Linked DNA regions of Hordeum vulgare: regions 2 and 3 are each linked to region 1. Evidence: chromatin contacts called from public Hi-C data. All regions are on one chromosome and are shown on one strand. Each heading gives the region's core, a stretch centred on a gene start, on an enhancer-like site or on the middle of the called end of the contact. The rest is flanking DNA. Distances are from core to core; before and after follow the strand shown. Region 1 has its middle 49 kb from the start of LOC123395619. Region 2 has its middle 55 kb from the start of LOC123398604. Region 3 holds the start of LOC123398257 (zinc-finger homeodomain protein 9-like).

What was found. A called contact is a pair of places that touch in the nucleus more often than the background predicts.
Region 2: a Hi-C map of seedling shows a contact between it and region 1, with 4 times the contacts expected there. The contact joins two enhancer-like sites. A contact is called at or near these places in 2 of 6 Hi-C or Micro-C datasets (leaf and seedling).
Region 3: a contact with region 1 is called in a Hi-C map of seedling, with 2.6 times the contacts expected there. The contact joins the promoter of LOC123398257 here to the enhancer-like site in region 1. A contact is called at or near these places in 1 of 6 Hi-C or Micro-C datasets (seedling) and 1 of 1 datasets of contacts at active chromatin or transcription factors (embryo).

What each region holds. Positions count from the first base shown.
Region 1 is chr5H:447,446,678-447,449,694 of MorexV3_pseudomolecules_assembly, forward strand. No RefSeq gene overlaps it. Among protein-coding and RNA genes, the nearest start is that of LOC123395619, 49 kb to the left of the region's middle. Within about 2 kb of position 1,599, at least 2 of the 3 cell types and tissues checked have open chromatin away from gene starts, as enhancers often do. A contact at or near this core is called in seedling, where this site is marked.
Region 2 is chr5H:447,908,865-447,911,881 of MorexV3_pseudomolecules_assembly, forward strand. No RefSeq gene overlaps it. Among protein-coding and RNA genes, the nearest start is that of LOC123398604, 55 kb to the right of the region's middle. Within about 2 kb of position 1,572, at least 3 of the 3 cell types and tissues checked have open chromatin away from gene starts, as enhancers often do. A contact at or near this core is called in seedling, where this site is marked.
Region 3 is chr5H:447,752,087-447,755,103 of MorexV3_pseudomolecules_assembly, forward strand. LOC123398257 (zinc-finger homeodomain protein 9-like) reads left to right here and starts at 1,493. Exons shown (of 1, transcript XM_045092747.1): 1 at 1,493-3,017. The coding sequence starts at 2,029.

The DNA of each region.
Region 1 (3,017 bases), core at 349-2,848:
GTTTATTAATAAAACTATCTATAATTACAATACCAAATATATTTAGTATGAAAATACTCCCCCCTTTCCAAAATAACTGTCTCAAGCTTAGTACAAATTTGTACTAGAGCTAATATAAAGTTAAGACACTTATTTTGGGATGGAGGGAGTATATCTTATGATATGTATTTGATATTCTAGATGTATGTATTTTTCTCTACAAACGTGATCAAGGTTTATTAAGTTTGACTTTTCGTACAATCTATACACACTACATTATCGAACAGAGGGATTAATACTTAAAAATTGTCTATTTGATATGTAGTCGTCGATTTGCGGATACATGATTACTAAGTTCAGGAAGTTGCTGAGATTTGAAGTAAGTTCCATCTTTAAAAACTTGATTTGTTGGGACGACCCTCCTCTAGCTGTCGTGATCGAAGCACCTTAAGATTACAATTAGATTGTTTTATGGAGTTTTACTAAAATGATGAACCCCGCATTTTTAATGAAATGCCCTTTAATTTCAAAAGTTTTAAGGAAAGTATACATGAGCGAGTTTTATATGTAGGTTAACTATTGGTTATTTTGCCAATTTATGATTTATGTGATACAAAATAAAAACTGTAGATAAATAAATTTCAAATAAGATCCTGGTGATATCAATTTAAAGCGGATGGATTGTACTGTTTGATAGAGTGGTTGTTTATCAATTTTTTGTCCAAACACTTAAGCGGATTTTTGGAGCATGTGCTTCATTGAGCTGGTATCTTTGAATGGCAAAAAAATTACTGAAAGGTTTAAATAATAGTTGTTTTTTTACACGAATTGATATGGATGTGCTCTAAGTACCAATTATTTTTCGTATTATAATAAGTTATATCATACGCTACAAAAAATGATAAAATTATGTCCCAAAAGACAAGGAAAAACAAGCCATTTTTCATGTAATGTTTTCTGTATATCTCACATATAAGCATGTAGATTCATGGAGTTTTGCAGAGGTATACTACACTTCTAGATATGCACGTACACAAAAAATTGGAATTTTTGAGCAGTACAAATAATTTGTTTAGAACCTAAAAAAGCCCGGATGCATTGTCTTCTTTTAGTAAACAAACCGGCTTTACTGATAAATCAGATAAAGTACATCATATCGGATAAAAACGGGTGCAATGTGGCCGTGCTCCAAAGTGACTATTCGGTCTTAATACGGAGTACAATCTTTTTGCACATATCGGAGGCACGTGTGTTCTGCCTCCATGTATATCCGCATTTTTTCAGTTTTTTTCTAATGTAAAAATATGAATTCCGATGAATTTTGAGCTTTTCAAAAACCGTCCTGCATGAAAACCGAGCTCCAAAAGGCATTTTCGTTGACCTACATCATATCATATAGTATCAAGTAGTAAAAGTGGACGCAATGTGCCCCTGCTCCAAAGTGACTATTCGGTCTTAATACGGCGTACAAAATCCAATGATCAAAGTACAATCTTGGTGAAAGGTCCCTTCTTCTCTTCTCTTCTCTTCCCTTCCCGCCGGGGCGCAGGGAAACATGAGCGCGGCTAGGGGAATAGTCCCGTCCGTCCGGCCGAGGCCTGCAACCTCGTGCCCACTATCCATCCACTGAAACCGTCCGACAGCCGCTGCATGCAGTGTGCACACCACCGCCTCCGTATCATCGACCCGTCAACTCGCGTCGCCGCGGATGGCCCCATCCAGGTTGCTCCGTACCTGCGCTGAAATCGACCGACCATTCTGACCACCAAACCAAAACCCAACGCTCCTCGTGTTGGTTAGCTTACCGCCGACCAGCGGTTCACGCCATGGGATCGATCGGAAGCAATCCGCCGCCGTTTAACTCGCCGGCGACGAGCATGATGCACGGTGGAGTGATGAGTTGGTTCTGCAGTCTCCAGATCGGTTGGTACGCCGGCCGAGTGATGCGCGTCGTCTCGCGTCTGGGTGGAATCGGAATCAAGGAGGGGTAGGTGCTCGGTTAACCGTGCGGGTGCTCGGCGCACCGGACGGAGGACAGCCGCATTAACCAAGGGCACATTGCGCGTGCAGGCGGCGGCTCGCATCTACTCTTACGTAGGAGGAGTAATTCATGCATCCTTTCCTCCGCCGCGGGCCGGCGTAGCGCGTGCGTGCTGTCAGCGGCGATAACTTCGGCCATTGATTGCCCCCGCGACCGGATGACAGGCGGACAGCTAAGGATGACACGGGTGTCAAGCCGATCGAGCAAATCCGTGGGCGGGCGTACGCATACGCACAAACCTTCACAACTTGTTCGTGGGGAATTTCAAACTTGTAAACCGAGCCTTGTCCCGCTCGATGGAAATGACAGCCGGTCTTTTGTCTTGTTCAGAAATAGCGGGTGGCCCGCGCGTTTGCGCGGCTAGATTATTCATTTGATTTTTCGCAAAAAGTGCGTGTATCATTTGTATCCCTCCCTTTGTAACTTGGCGATGTTGCATTTGTCAATTGCATACTTATTTTGAGATGAGTGTTTTATATTTTGAGACACGTGTAGTATGAGGGTGTGTGAGTGTGATGCAGGAACATGTTGTATATAGAGAAACAAAATTTCTAAATATTCTCGTATAGAAATTTGTTGGTAATTTTTTCATCTATGCAACTTGTATTACTCACCTTCACTCGTGTCCATCTATTGTGGTTGAAATTCCTTGAAATGCATAATGAAAACAATTTATACCAATGATAAAAAAAAGACATACAGTCCTACACAGATTTGAAATGCATTACTACAAAACAATAAATATTGATTCAAAGAGAGAACTTGCATTTATTTTTCTTCGCATGCGGCTCTTTCATCAGCTGATTTACATATTAGTTAGTCCGTCTTAGTTTTCCTTTAGAAAAATATAATAAAATGGCTCGCTATGGTCTGATTCATTACTTGTATTATGGTCGATCTAAGAGAAATATAGAGTGCTTCAAAGGAATATTACTTCGACATAGATATGTCTGCTACCTATGTTAAATAGCCCTAAGTTATATGGAGTATAGAGAAT
Region 2 (3,017 bases), core at 322-2,821, 460 kb after region 1:
AGGGCTTGTTCGGTTAATCCCCACCACAAGGGGGTTGAAGGGGATTGAAAGGGTTTGAGGTGGATTTTGACTTGTTGGGGATTTAATCCCTTCCAATCCCCTTCAAACCCCTTGAAAATCTATGGAACCGAACAAGGCCTAAAGGGTTTTCTGAACCGGTTTATTTCTTTTTCATTTTTATTTATTTTTTTCTTTTCCTTTTTTCGGTTTCTGTTTCAAAAAATGTTTTAATTTAGAAAAAATGAATTTTCAAAAAAATCTTCTTGACTTCAAAAAATGTTCTGTATTTTTCAGAAAATGTTTTCGGTTTCAAAATTAGTTTCTCAAACTCAAATTTGTTTTCAGTTTCAAAAAACTTTCTTAAGATTCAAAAACTGTTCGTGCTTCCAAATTTTTTTGGGGTTTCTAAAATTTGGTCTTAGTTTCAAAATTTGTTCTCAAAATTCATAAAATGTTCGTTCTTTATTTTTTTCGTGCTTTCAAATCTGTTCATGTTTTTTAAAATTGTTCTCGGTTTGAAATTTTGTTTTCAAAACTCAAATAATATTCACGTTTGAAAATTGTGTTCGCGCTTCAAATTTGTTTCAAGTTTTTCAAAATTGTTCTCCTTATCTAAATTTTGTTCCCAAGATTCAAAAAATGTTCATGCTGAAACAATTTGTTCACGCTTCCAAATTTGTTCAGGTTTTTTAAAAATGCTCTTGGTTTCAAAATTTGTTCTCAAAATTCAGAAAATCTTCGTGCTTTAAAATTTTGTTCACGTTTTAAAAAATGTTCGGGGTTTTAAAAAATTGTTCTCCTTTTCAAAATTTTGTCCTCAAGATTCAAAAAATGTTTATGCCTTGAAAAATTATTCGCGCTTCCAAATTTTCTCACTTTTTTTAAATTTGTTCATGGTTTCAAAATTTGTTCTCAAAATTCAAAAAATGATCGTGCTTTAAAATTTTGTTTGGAGTTTTTCAAAATTGTTCTCCTTTTCAAAATTTTGATCTCAAGATTCAAAAGATGTTCGTGTTTTATAAAATTGTCTGCGTTTTCAAATTTGTTCACATTTTTTGAAAATTGTTCATGGTTTCAAAATTTGTTCTCAAAATTCAAAAAATGATCGTGATTTAAAATTTTGTTTGGATTTTTTTAAAATTGTTCTCCTTTTCAAAATTTTGATCTCAAGATTCAAAAGATGTTCGTGTTTTGTAAAATTGTCCGTGTTTTCAAAATTGTACACATTTTTTGAAAATTGTTCTTGGTTTCGAAATTTGTGCTCAAAATTCAAAAAATGTTTGTGCATAAAAAGTTGTTCCCGCTTTCAAATTTGTTTGGAGTTTTTCTAAATTATTCTTGTTTTCAAAATTTTGTTATCAAGATTCAAAAACTATTCGTGTTTTAAAATTATCCGTGCTTCCAAATTTGTTCACCATTTTTAATTGTTCTTCAAATTTAGAAAATGTGTTTTCTTCACATAATAAAAGAAAAGAAAAAAGAACAAAAAAGAAACGTAACTGGGCCGGCCCAACCGGGCGCCCCGCTGTGCGATGCATGGGCTCTCTGCCGCATTGAGCGGCATGTAGGAGCTCCCGAGGTACATGTCTGGTCGACATGGGACACGTTACGCACGACTTACACGATCCGCCCATAGTCACTAACTCCCACGTTGGGCTTTCCTTTTCCATTTATGAAAACAGTGAGGGATGTTCGTTGAGCTAGCATGTTAGCCTTAACAACTAACAAAATTGTCTCAAAAAAGACAACTAACAAAAGACAATCCCAAAACAAAACCCCAAACCAAAGACAAAATCACTAATTGAAGAGTATACCTCTCAAAGATCATTAACATCTTTTCAGGTTGCGACACGTGACGCATTGCATGTCTATAACTTGTCTCAATCTGCGAGTATTCTCTTTTTTTATTAGATCCTTTATTTTCAAAATGTTTTATCTCTTAAGCCGTGCTTTCAAATCTTGAACTGTTTTCATCTTTGGACTCCCTACGCTGAGATCTTTAAAGCTAGATCCCATGTTAATAGGTTTTTATGATTTATTTTTTCAACAAAAAACTGGATGAAAAAACCGACCGAAAAACCGTGGCTGTCGCGAAAGATTTCCATTTCCTAGAGGCACGACCGTGCCTCTCACGAAAGCAAATCTGTTCCTCTCGCAGAAGCAAAACCGTGCCTCTCGCAAAAAAAGCATGTTTTTTTCCGTTTTCGAGAGGCACAGTCGTAGCTCCCGTTTCCGAGAGGCACGTCCATGTCTCTCGTGAAATAAAAAAACAGAAAATATTTTTTTTTGTTTTCGAGTTTTACGACCGTGCCTCTCACGGAAGCAAAATCGCACCTCTCGCGAAAAAAAACAAAAAACACATATTTTTTTTGTTATTTTTTTGTTTTTGAAAGACACGGCCGTGCCTCTCGCAAAAATAATCTGTACCTCTCACGAAAGTAAAACTGTACCTCTCGAGGAAGAAAAAAATAAAACACATTTTTTTTCTTTTCGAAAGGAACGGCCGTGCCTCTCGCGGAAGCAAATCCATGCCGTGTAAGAAAAACCTTGCTTTTTAGGAAAGAATAAAAAAACATGTTTTTTCATGCAATTTTTTGAAATTCGTCCAAAACCTAAGAAAGACCGATGAAAAATCAAACCCCCGAAAACACCCAGAATAAACCCCACCTAAGAAGCTGAAAACACATGAATTTTTTTCTAAAAAGAACACTCAGAACGCGAGACATGACAACGCGACCCGTGATGACGGATGGGGCAGCACGTAGAAGTGATCATTCGGAGGCTTCCGAAGGAACGCTCGCCGAGTGGCGAAGCCAGGAATTAAAGATCAAGCGGGCCAAATGACTCAAATTTTTGATAATAGGGGCTAAATTATAATAATACATGTACTTTTCCGAAATAATACACTATTCATCTTCAAATCAGGACTAAATCAGGGATGTTAGTGTGCGTACCCCCATGAGCGCCCAATCCTCTGTTTGCGCTGGCCCGATTTGGGTTTCTTCCTCATCATTTTG
Region 3 (3,017 bases), core at 243-2,742, 310 kb after region 1:
TCGTTCTAATTGTAGTTGATCCTCGTTGGTAAATTAGAGCTAGACCTATATCCACTAATAATCATAATTAGAAGCTTAGTATGGTTCTAATCTCCTTCCTTTAATTCTCTGGTGACAATTAGCTCTGGACGGTGCAGCGCTGTCGGATCGTGAAGACCGTACGCTTGCAACCAAGTAGAGAGGTCGTGTTTTCGGTCTTCCGTTTGAGGGATTGTTCGGGCCGTTCGCATGATCGTTCTTCTACGATTCGAGGGACTTCATCAACGATCTACACAAACTCGTCTTCTTGTGGTGCAACTCGGAGTTGGTAACGATCTGATCACAACTGTTATTATATTGTCATAGTGTTAGTTGATCATAGGGCAAACTTTTTTTGTTTTCTACTATGTTTCCCAACACATGTATGTGCTTGGGACCGACATAAGTAGTGGTGATGATTGAATACGAGCGATATATACTTATATCATAAGATTGATGATTGTATATTGAGATTTACAATTGTTGGTTGTGAATGCATTGTTTGCATTATGGTTTTAAGATTTGCTAATGTGTGAAACTTTTTATAAAAACATTTGACATATTTTCTTACTTGGTTACATATAGTTCATATGAACTTCAAAACAAGGTTCGGGAGTACTTATTACTCCCTCGTCCGGAATTAACTGTCATTAAAATGAATACAAATGTATTTATCTAGAACTAAAATACATCTAGATATATTCATTTCTATGATAAGTATTTTCAAACGAAGGGAGTAGTATACTAGTATGCATTGTGTGGTTGGTGATGATCGTTAAATGTGGGTGATTGTTGATGCTTACTAATTTCTACCAAATTAATGAAAATATACATTGACAACTCAAATTGAGGACCATTAATAAAAAAAGATGTGCTGCCGTGTACAACACTGGGGTACACCGTCGCGTTCATCTATTATGTGATATGCAGATTGACACTGCAAAAGTGATGGAGGTCAAACAAAAACGGCAGGGTTTCCGATTGTGTATTGAGATTTACTATTGTTGATTACAAATGCATTACTTGCAATATGGTTTTAAGATTTGTTAATGTCTGTAACTTTTGATAAGAATATTTGACAAATTTTCTTACTTGGTCACATACATTAGTACTTTCTTCGTATCAAAATAAATGTCTCGACTTTGTACTAGCAACTTTAAATCAAGGTTTTGGAGTATTTATTACTAGTATATTAGTCCCTCCGCGTCTAGATACTTGTAGTTGGGGAGAGCTAAGTCTAATTCTTTTAAATTACTAGTATTTAGGTACAGAGGGGGAGTAGTATGCATTCTGTAGTTGGTGACCATCGTTAAATGTGGTTGACAGTGCATGCTTACTGTACTCAAATTTCTACCTAATTAATGAAAAACATACATTGACAGCTCAAATTGAGGACCATTATAATAACAAAAATACACCCCGGTGTCATGGTATTAATTAATTAACAGCTATACATGGGCGACAAATGTACAACAGTGGTGTACACGCGTCGTCGGGTCCATCTCCTGCGATGCTTCAAATTGACAGCGGAAAAACGACGGAGGTCAACCAAAAACGGCCGGGGTTTCCGTGGCGCATGTCTTGGTTGATTCACCTTCTTTGATCAGCGGTCCATGTTTACTCCTGGGCGGTGCGCGTGACGCGGGATACAGCTGCAGCTGCAACCGATTCAACACAGTGTGTCGTCATGATCTATCTATCTATCTATCCATCCATCCATCTATCTCTAGGATCTTTGGAAAATTTTCTGTTTTGTGTACTGGAGTATGTATATGTATGTATATAGTCTTATGAGTAATGACATGGATTAATGGGGGTTGGTCTTTGAGCGTCGCCGTCGGCCTTTTTATACTCTTATTATCTCCTCGCCTTGGCCTCGCTAGCTTCACATCCTTACCTGTAGTTTTCCCTCACTCCCTTGACCCCCGCCCGTCCCTAACTAAAGCCCACTAGTGGTAGTAATCTTTGTCAAGCCGAGTGACACCCCGAGCGCCGAGCGCCGAGCGGAGCATGGAGGCCATGGACGTCAAGTACAGGCCGGCCCTCTACCCCAACGGCTCCGTCAAGAAGGTGCGGCAGGCGGCCGTGCCGTCGCCGCCGCCGCCGGTGCTGGAGGCGGTGCCCGCGTACAAGGAGTGCCTCAAGAACCACGCGGCGGCCATCGGCGCGCACGCCGTGGACGGCTGCGGCGAGTGGATGCCGGTCGTGGAGCTCAACACCGCCGACCCAGCCTCGTACAAGTGCGCGGCCTGCGGCTGCCACCGCAACTTCCACCGCCTCGTCATGGTGGAGGGCTCGCCGCCCCCGCCCCCGCCCCAGCCCCAGCCGGCCCTGCTGCCGGCGCCGCCCATGCCCATGCCCATGCCCATGCCGGCGACCGTGCTCCATGGCCTGCCGCAGCGCGCTCCTGAGACGCCTGATGACCGGCTCCCGGGCGTCGACGGCGACGACTCTGACTCCGACTCGGATGGCTCCGAGTACGACGACGAGCGCTCCGTCTCCCCGCCGCAGCATCCTCCATCCGCGCACCATCTGGCGCCGGTGGCGCAGCAGCCACCGCCGTACATGTCTTCTGCGCCACACCCACACATGCTGCTCTCCCTGAACTCCAGCGCGCCGGGGGCGCCGGCACAGGGCCACAGTAGGCTCCCCGCCCAGCTCTCGCCGGCGACGGCGCCGCCGCCGCACGCGATGATGCCGGCCAGGAAGCGGTTCCGCACCAAGTTCACGGCGGAGCAGAAGCAGCGGATGCAGGAGCTGTCGGAGCGCCTGGGGTGGCGCCTGCAGAAGCGCGACGAGGGCGTGGTCGACGAGTGGTGCCGCGACATCGGCGTCAGCAAGGGCGTCTTCAAGGTATGGATGCACAACAACAAGCACAACTACCTCGGCGGCCACAGCGCCCGCCGCAGCGCCTCGGCAGCGGCCTCCTCCGCGGCGACCACCCCCACGGCCCCAGCCGCCGGCGGACCATTCCGTCTCTCCCCGGCCACCGGCGCACC